Linked DNA regions of Ovis aries: region 1 is linked to region 2. A link is a contact called in public Hi-C data. All regions are on one chromosome and are shown on one strand. Each heading gives the region's core, a stretch centred on a gene start, on an enhancer-like site or on the middle of the called end of the contact. The rest is flanking DNA. Distances are from core to core; before and after follow the strand shown. Region 1 holds the start of STON2 (stonin 2). Region 2 overlaps STON2 (stonin 2).

Region 1 (3,357 bases), core at 475-2,974, 39 kb after region 2:
ATCTCTGGGAAGGTCCGCTGGGGTTTGTCGGGGGGTAGGAAACAAGTAGCAGAGGGCTCAGAAACCCAAGCGAGTCTGATATACATTGATATTTTAGCTTTTAAAAAGACAAATTCAAGGAGTGAAACATTTGACTCTTCAAAGAAAACAAGGAAAGTGACACAGTGGCAAAGAACCGAAGCAGACCACCGAGGTCAGAAACTGAAAAAAAAAAAAAACCTCAAGTGGGAACTGTAATTTTAGGCTTCTGTGAGCTGTTGGCATTTTGTTGTGTGGTTGGGCTTTTGTTTGCTATTCTCTTCTCTCTCTTTTAAAATTCACTTGTTTTAAGGGAGGAGTAGGGAGTATAACAATGCTCAAAGTTTCCCCCTTAAATCAGCCATAGTAATGAGGCAACACAGTACCATGATATAACATTCATACACATTTTTTTCAAGGGTTACAAAGTTTTCTCAGTTACTAGTTGGAATCTATTTATCTCTCACCATTCCAATGAAGCAGACTTGTTTTTCTTTTTTTTAATCCCTCAAAGGATATAGTACCTTTAAATGATACCATCAGTAAGATTATTTTTCCCCTTCAAGTGTAAAAAGCTGTTCAGAACTCCAAAGAGTCACTGGGCCAGTTTGGACAAGTCTGATTTACTCTTTAAAAAGGCCATCCGCTCCGTATAATGAACACTAAGCCAGCCTTTATGGAACACTTCAGCGCTGGCCTCAGTGTTTTCCAGCTTGGCTCATTTACTCCGCAAAGCCACGCCATCGGGCAGGTAAAGGCAGTGTTTTGACTTTACAGTCTAGAAGAGTGAAGCGCAGGAGACCACGAAGGACCTGCCTCGGAGAAAGAGACGGAGGCCACTAGCTGTACAGAAACCAGTTAATGATTCACTCACAGCCCTGGGGCAGCTCCTTTTAGTACAGGCTGCAACACACACACACAAACCACATCAACTCTCTTCATCTCAGCGAGAGGGGCGGGTGTCAGGCAAATCGCTTGGCAACGAGAGGAGGAAACTCCATCCAAAGGCCGGGTCCAGGCCGCCTCTGGGCGCTGTCCAGCGGGCATCGTGCCTGAGAGGCCAGGCTGGGGTCCCTGTATCCGGATACCCCGAAAGTGGGGCGCAGAACGCCAAAGCAGTTTTGGGGAGGGTTGGGGTGAGGGGTGGACGGTGGAGAAAAGCACAGTCCGCAAGGACACCTGTTGTCGCCTCCCTCACTAGGGCCCCAAGAAGACGTCCCGGGGACCCAGATCTCGGGGCGGACACGCACGGGCAGACAGCGCCTGTGTGCGAGGCAGGGTGTCCAGGGGTCACGTCTTGTCCCCCGACTCTGCACCCCTGCCCACCTTAGCGGACTCCCCTCGCTCGCTCTCACCGCTGGACGCCCGCGGCTGGGGGAAGCGCGTCTCCCCGGGGCATTCCAGCCGAGGCAGCTTCGGGGGGCTCCACAGGGGCTCGGGCAGCTCCCGCAGCGCTACGACCTCGCGGCCGGCCCGCCCCCCCGCCCGCTCCACCCGCGGGAGCCCGGAGCGCGATCGGCCTCCCAGCTCGGGGAGCAGCTACCTGCGGCGCGGCGCGCAGAGTCCTGAGGGTCCGCCGGAAGGTGGCCGCGGCTCAGCGGGAGTGGCGCCGGCCCCGGGGTGCCCTCGTCCCGCCGCGCGCTCCTCCCTGCCGCGCTCGCTCCGGGGCGGCCCGGCCTCAGGCTCCCCAGTCCGAGCTCGCTCTGCGCCCAGCGGCGCTGGGCGCCGCTCCCGCCGCTACGGATTGGCCGAGGAGCGAGCCAGAGCCGCGCGCTGATTGGTCTGCCGGGCGGTGGGCGGGTCCGACGCGGCGCGGACCCGCCCCTACCCCGACCCCCCGCGCCGCAGCCCCGCGGTGTCCTTTCTGCACCCGGAGCTCGGAGCTCACAGCCAGACGCTGCAACCCGGGCCCTGCCGCGCGGTCAGTGCAGCTCAGGCGTGCGGCCCGGGGGTGCAGGGTCTGGGGACCGCCCAGGAGGCTGTCCCACAGCCCGTGTCGAGGCTGCACGGTGCAGACTGCTGTTCCCCGTCTCACTCTTATATGAGGTTTTGACTCCTCATTCATTTAACGCTTTTACTCTCAGTTCAGTTCAGTCGCTCAGTCGTGTCTGACTCTGTGACCCCTTGGACTGTAGCACGCCGGGCTTCCCTGTCCATCGCCAACTCCCAGAGTTTACTCAAACTCATGTCCATTGAGTCGGTGATGCCATCCAACCATCTCATCCTCTGTCGTCCCCTTCTCCTCCTACCTTCAATCTTTCCCAGCATCAGGGTCTTTTCCAATGAGTTTCAGCCTCAGCATCAGTCCTTGCAATGAATATTCAGGACTGATTTCCTTTAGGATGGACTGGTTGGATCTCCTTGCAGTCCAAGGAACTCCCAAGAGTCTTCTCCAACACCACAGTTCAAAAGCATCAATTCTTCGGCGCTCAGCTTTCTTCACAGTCCAACTCTCACAACCATACATGACCACTGGAAAAACCATAGCCTCGATTAGATGGACCTTTGTTGGCAAAGTAATGTCTCTGCTTTTTAATATGCTGTCTAGGTTGGTTTGACTATATATATAGGCATACTCTCTCTCTCTCTCTCTCTCTCTCTCTCTCTATATATATATATATATATACATATATATAAGTTATAGAATTATAGCTATTAATCCTATGGGCCACCTGACTCATTGGAAAAGACCCTGATGCTGGGAAAGATTGAAGGCGGGAGGAGAAGGGGATGACAGAGGAGGAAATGGTTGGATGGCATCACCGCAGTGATGGACATGAGTTTGAGTAAACTTCGGAAGTTGGAGATGGACAGGGATACCTGGCGTGCTGCAGTCCATGGGGTCGCTAAGAGTTGGACACGACTGAGCGACTGAACTGATATATATATATATATATATATATATATATATATAGGCATAGGACGCAGGGCAGTAGCTCATAAATAGTGGGCACCAAATTGTGTTTCTAGACTCAGATCGTACTTGACACACAATCTTTGTGGAGCTTGCAAAGGGTAAGCGACTTGTCCAGGGTCCTAATCACGTTAAGAGATTACTAAGGACAAGAAGGACAGCGAGGCCTTCCTCAACAAGGAATCTTTACCTAGCTACGGAGATGAGTCTGATTAATAAAAACAACAACCCTAACGTTTCCATGATGCATAGTATTCGCCAGTCAGGTTTCCAAGTACTTTGCATATATTAATTCAGAAATGCATATAACAGCTGTCATAAGTATGCACACAGGTTCCTTGTGGACAAGAGACATCAGTTCTGAGTGCGAGAGATTTTCATCTGGAAGACAGTCGCCCTGCACTGCGATGGAGAGGCACAGGTCA
Region 2 (3,061 bases), core at 250-2,749:
CTTCTGATGCCAAAGCACTCTGGTCTTTGGGTCACAGCCACAGAGAAAAATACTGCAAAATATATATATACATACAGACTATTCCCCAACTGAAGCACTTTACAAACATCAATTCCAATGGAACTATAGTGAAATGATTGGTGAAACTCCTCACTGGACATCTGCGAGGGAATCCAAGCTGTGCAGAGAATTGAAAGTTCTCTTTCAAGTTCCTCTCCTAAGATCCTTACAAGTCATGGGATCAGACATGTGCAAAGAGCCTGGAGAATGACTGCTTCAACCAGATCTCACCAGATAACCATGTAGAGCTCACAGACCCAAAGAGCTGAGTCTGGTGGACTTCCTCCATAAGCCTCTCTCCATCCCATCAAATGCCAGCATCACTCAGTGTGGTAATGGCTGCAGGCCAAGTTAAGACAGTAAAACTGAAGAGTCAGATTCCCTCTCTCCAGCAACCGCAGCGTGTAAACGAGCTCCAACAACGACTGCCACAAAGCCACAGTACAAGTCTGCATGCTGACACATGCAGCCTCATAGCTCAATGGGGGAAATATCCCGCCCATGCCGTGATGATGCATCCCACGAAATTCACGGGTGAAAGTGGGTAGGTAAGGGGACGCAGAGAAAGAGAGGGAAAAGGGTGAAGATAATGGATAAAACAGCTAGAAATTTTAGAACTCAGAGATTTTAAAGACCAGCAGTCCAGCTTTCAACTTCCACAGATAAAAAAACAAACAGATAAACAAACAAAACAAAACAAAACAACCAAACCTAAGGCCCAGGGAAGTCAGGCAGAGCAACAGCAGAGGCTGAGATAGGCCGGGGAGTCCCACCATCTGGATTTGAGTCACGTATAGTCTGTAAGCCTCAGCTCACCCTGGTGCAGCAAGAGAAACAAAACACATCAATATTGTAAGGATGAAGTAAGATACTAGACATCAAGTGCATAGCACTGGTGCTAAAATGCTCTGTAACATGGGTGATGATCATAGCAGGTGTTTCCAGAAGGCTTACTGTGTGCGCCAGGCTCTAATCCAAACTCTTTAAAAATGCCAGCTATGGCCATCAGTGCTGTAGGTAAACAGCTTGTACAGTGGTCCACTGCTTACTAGTGGGAGTTCTGAGATCAGAAAGCAAATTTCATGAAACCGCCCCATTTCCATCACTGACCCATTCAGATTTTAGTGATTTCCCTTTTCAACTCCTTCTTAGAGCAGTTCTCTCAGATGTTAAGTGGAGTCAAGCACTCAACGCCCTCTTCCTACATGCAAGCGCATTCTGGCTGAGAAACCAAGACACCTACTCAGAAGTATGAACAAAAGAGGAGACCCCAATATTTACCTCCCCTTTCTAGTCCATCCCAGATCCAGACTTCAGCTGATTACAGATGATAAGTCTCAAGAAAACCTACGGGACAGCATTGAGTACCAGGAACACCCTATCCTAACCCTGTGAAATAGACTCTAGGTGTCTGCCACGAATCAGCCACATCCAAGGAACCCAGAGATGCCTGACCTTCAGGAGAGCTGGAAGCCCACAGAGGAACCTGATCACCGTGAGGCCACGTTCAAACCGGAAGTGACTTCTCTGCAAAAACCTCACTCCATTTTTAGAACATGAATCATGAAGTGAGGCTTAGACTCACCACAAATGAGCGGTGACTCATGATCAGCAACAGGGTTGACCAAGAGCCACTCAAAACCTCACTGAAGTTTCTGGGCTGCCATTGCAGAGTGAAGCTTCTTCCTTGGCTTCCCTAACAACACTCAAATGTGGGTGTGAGAATGCAGTTGACGAATAAGATGAGGGCCTAAGAAACAGACGTGCCTTATGGCAGCCTCTTACTATGCATTCATGAGCTCTAGGTGTCCAGAAATGTATTAGGGACCCTTTGAGATACTGAGAGATCACGCAGCACAATCTAGCTGTAGAGGTGAAGATGCTCAGAATAGCAAACAAATCTGGGAGTAACTGCCTGCTGGAGGACACACCGGAAATGCTGCAAAAGTGTGGTCACAGAGAGATCTGCAAGGGCTAGAACCATCAGGGATTGAGCAGGACTTTGGATTTGAAAGATATCCTTGGCTGAAAGATATCAGGGTTTCCCTGGTGGCTCAGGTGGTGAAGAATCCATCTGCAATTCAGGAGACCAGGATTCAATCCCTAGGTCAGGAAGATCCCCTGGAGACTAGGCAATGGCTACCCACTGCAGGCCTCTTGCCTGGAAATTTCCATGGACAGAGGAGCCTGGTGGGCTACAGTGCATGGGGTCACAAAGAATCAGAGATGACTGAGCGACTAACACTTGCACTTTTTTCACTTGGCTCTGAACCACCAGAAGGAAAAAGTAAGGACACCCTAGGAACAAGGGTCAGCCTAAGTGAAAATTAAGAATCAGAGCTTCGTGGGACTTGTTTCTGGGCCAGTGGAGAGGTCAGTCTGATGGCAACTGGGGAAATGTGGGGAGAAAGGACTGACGGATCTTAAAGCCGAGAAGATTTCAGGGGGCCATGGGAAGCTTACGAGTACAGAGTGACTCAAGAAATGTGCTTAAGGGAGATGGACAAGCCTGCACTGAGCAGGAGTCTGGTGATGGATGCTACCAGCCGCACCCAGACCCCAGTGTGTCCCACAAAGCCAGGGGTCAGCATCATCGGGAACATGTACAGGGTACTGTGCGGGACCCCACTCCAGGGCCTGACAGTACACAGGAGAATGAGAAAGCATCGGTAGACCCCAGTAGCTTACAGGAGATTGTCATTAATGACAGTGACATTAAAACAACAATAAACTTCCTGGTGGCTCAGAGGGCAAAGAATCTGCCTGCAGTGTGGGAGACCCAGGTTCGACCTTGGGTCAGGAAGATCCCCCGGAGAAGGGAATGGCCACCCACTCCAGTATTCTTGCCTGGAGAATCCCATGGACAGAGGAGCCTGGGGGCTACAGTCCATGGGGTCACAAAGAGTCAGACACGACTGAGCAACTCACATGTGTCTACAGGCTCTTTAACCTATTGTGACAAGTTAGCCACAAAACAATGACAGCACCCGGGCAGAGAGTT

The links. A called contact is a pair of places that touch in the nucleus more often than the background predicts.
Region 1: a contact with region 2 is called in a Hi-C map of blood, with 1.5 times the contacts expected there. The contact joins the promoter of STON2 here to the enhancer-like site in region 2.

What each region holds. Positions count from the first base shown.
Region 1 is chr7:90,902,137-90,905,493 of ARS-UI_Ramb_v3.0, forward strand. STON2 (stonin 2) reads right to left here and starts at 1,725. Exons shown (of 6, transcript XM_042252819.2): 1 at 1,562-1,725.
Region 2 is chr7:90,863,787-90,866,847 of ARS-UI_Ramb_v3.0, forward strand. The region is part of intron 1 of STON2 (stonin 2); the gene reads right to left. Among named protein-coding and RNA genes, the nearest start is that of STON2, 39 kb to the right of the region's middle. Within about 2 kb of position 1,500, at least 12 of the 54 cell types and tissues checked have an H3K27ac peak or open chromatin away from gene starts, as enhancers often do.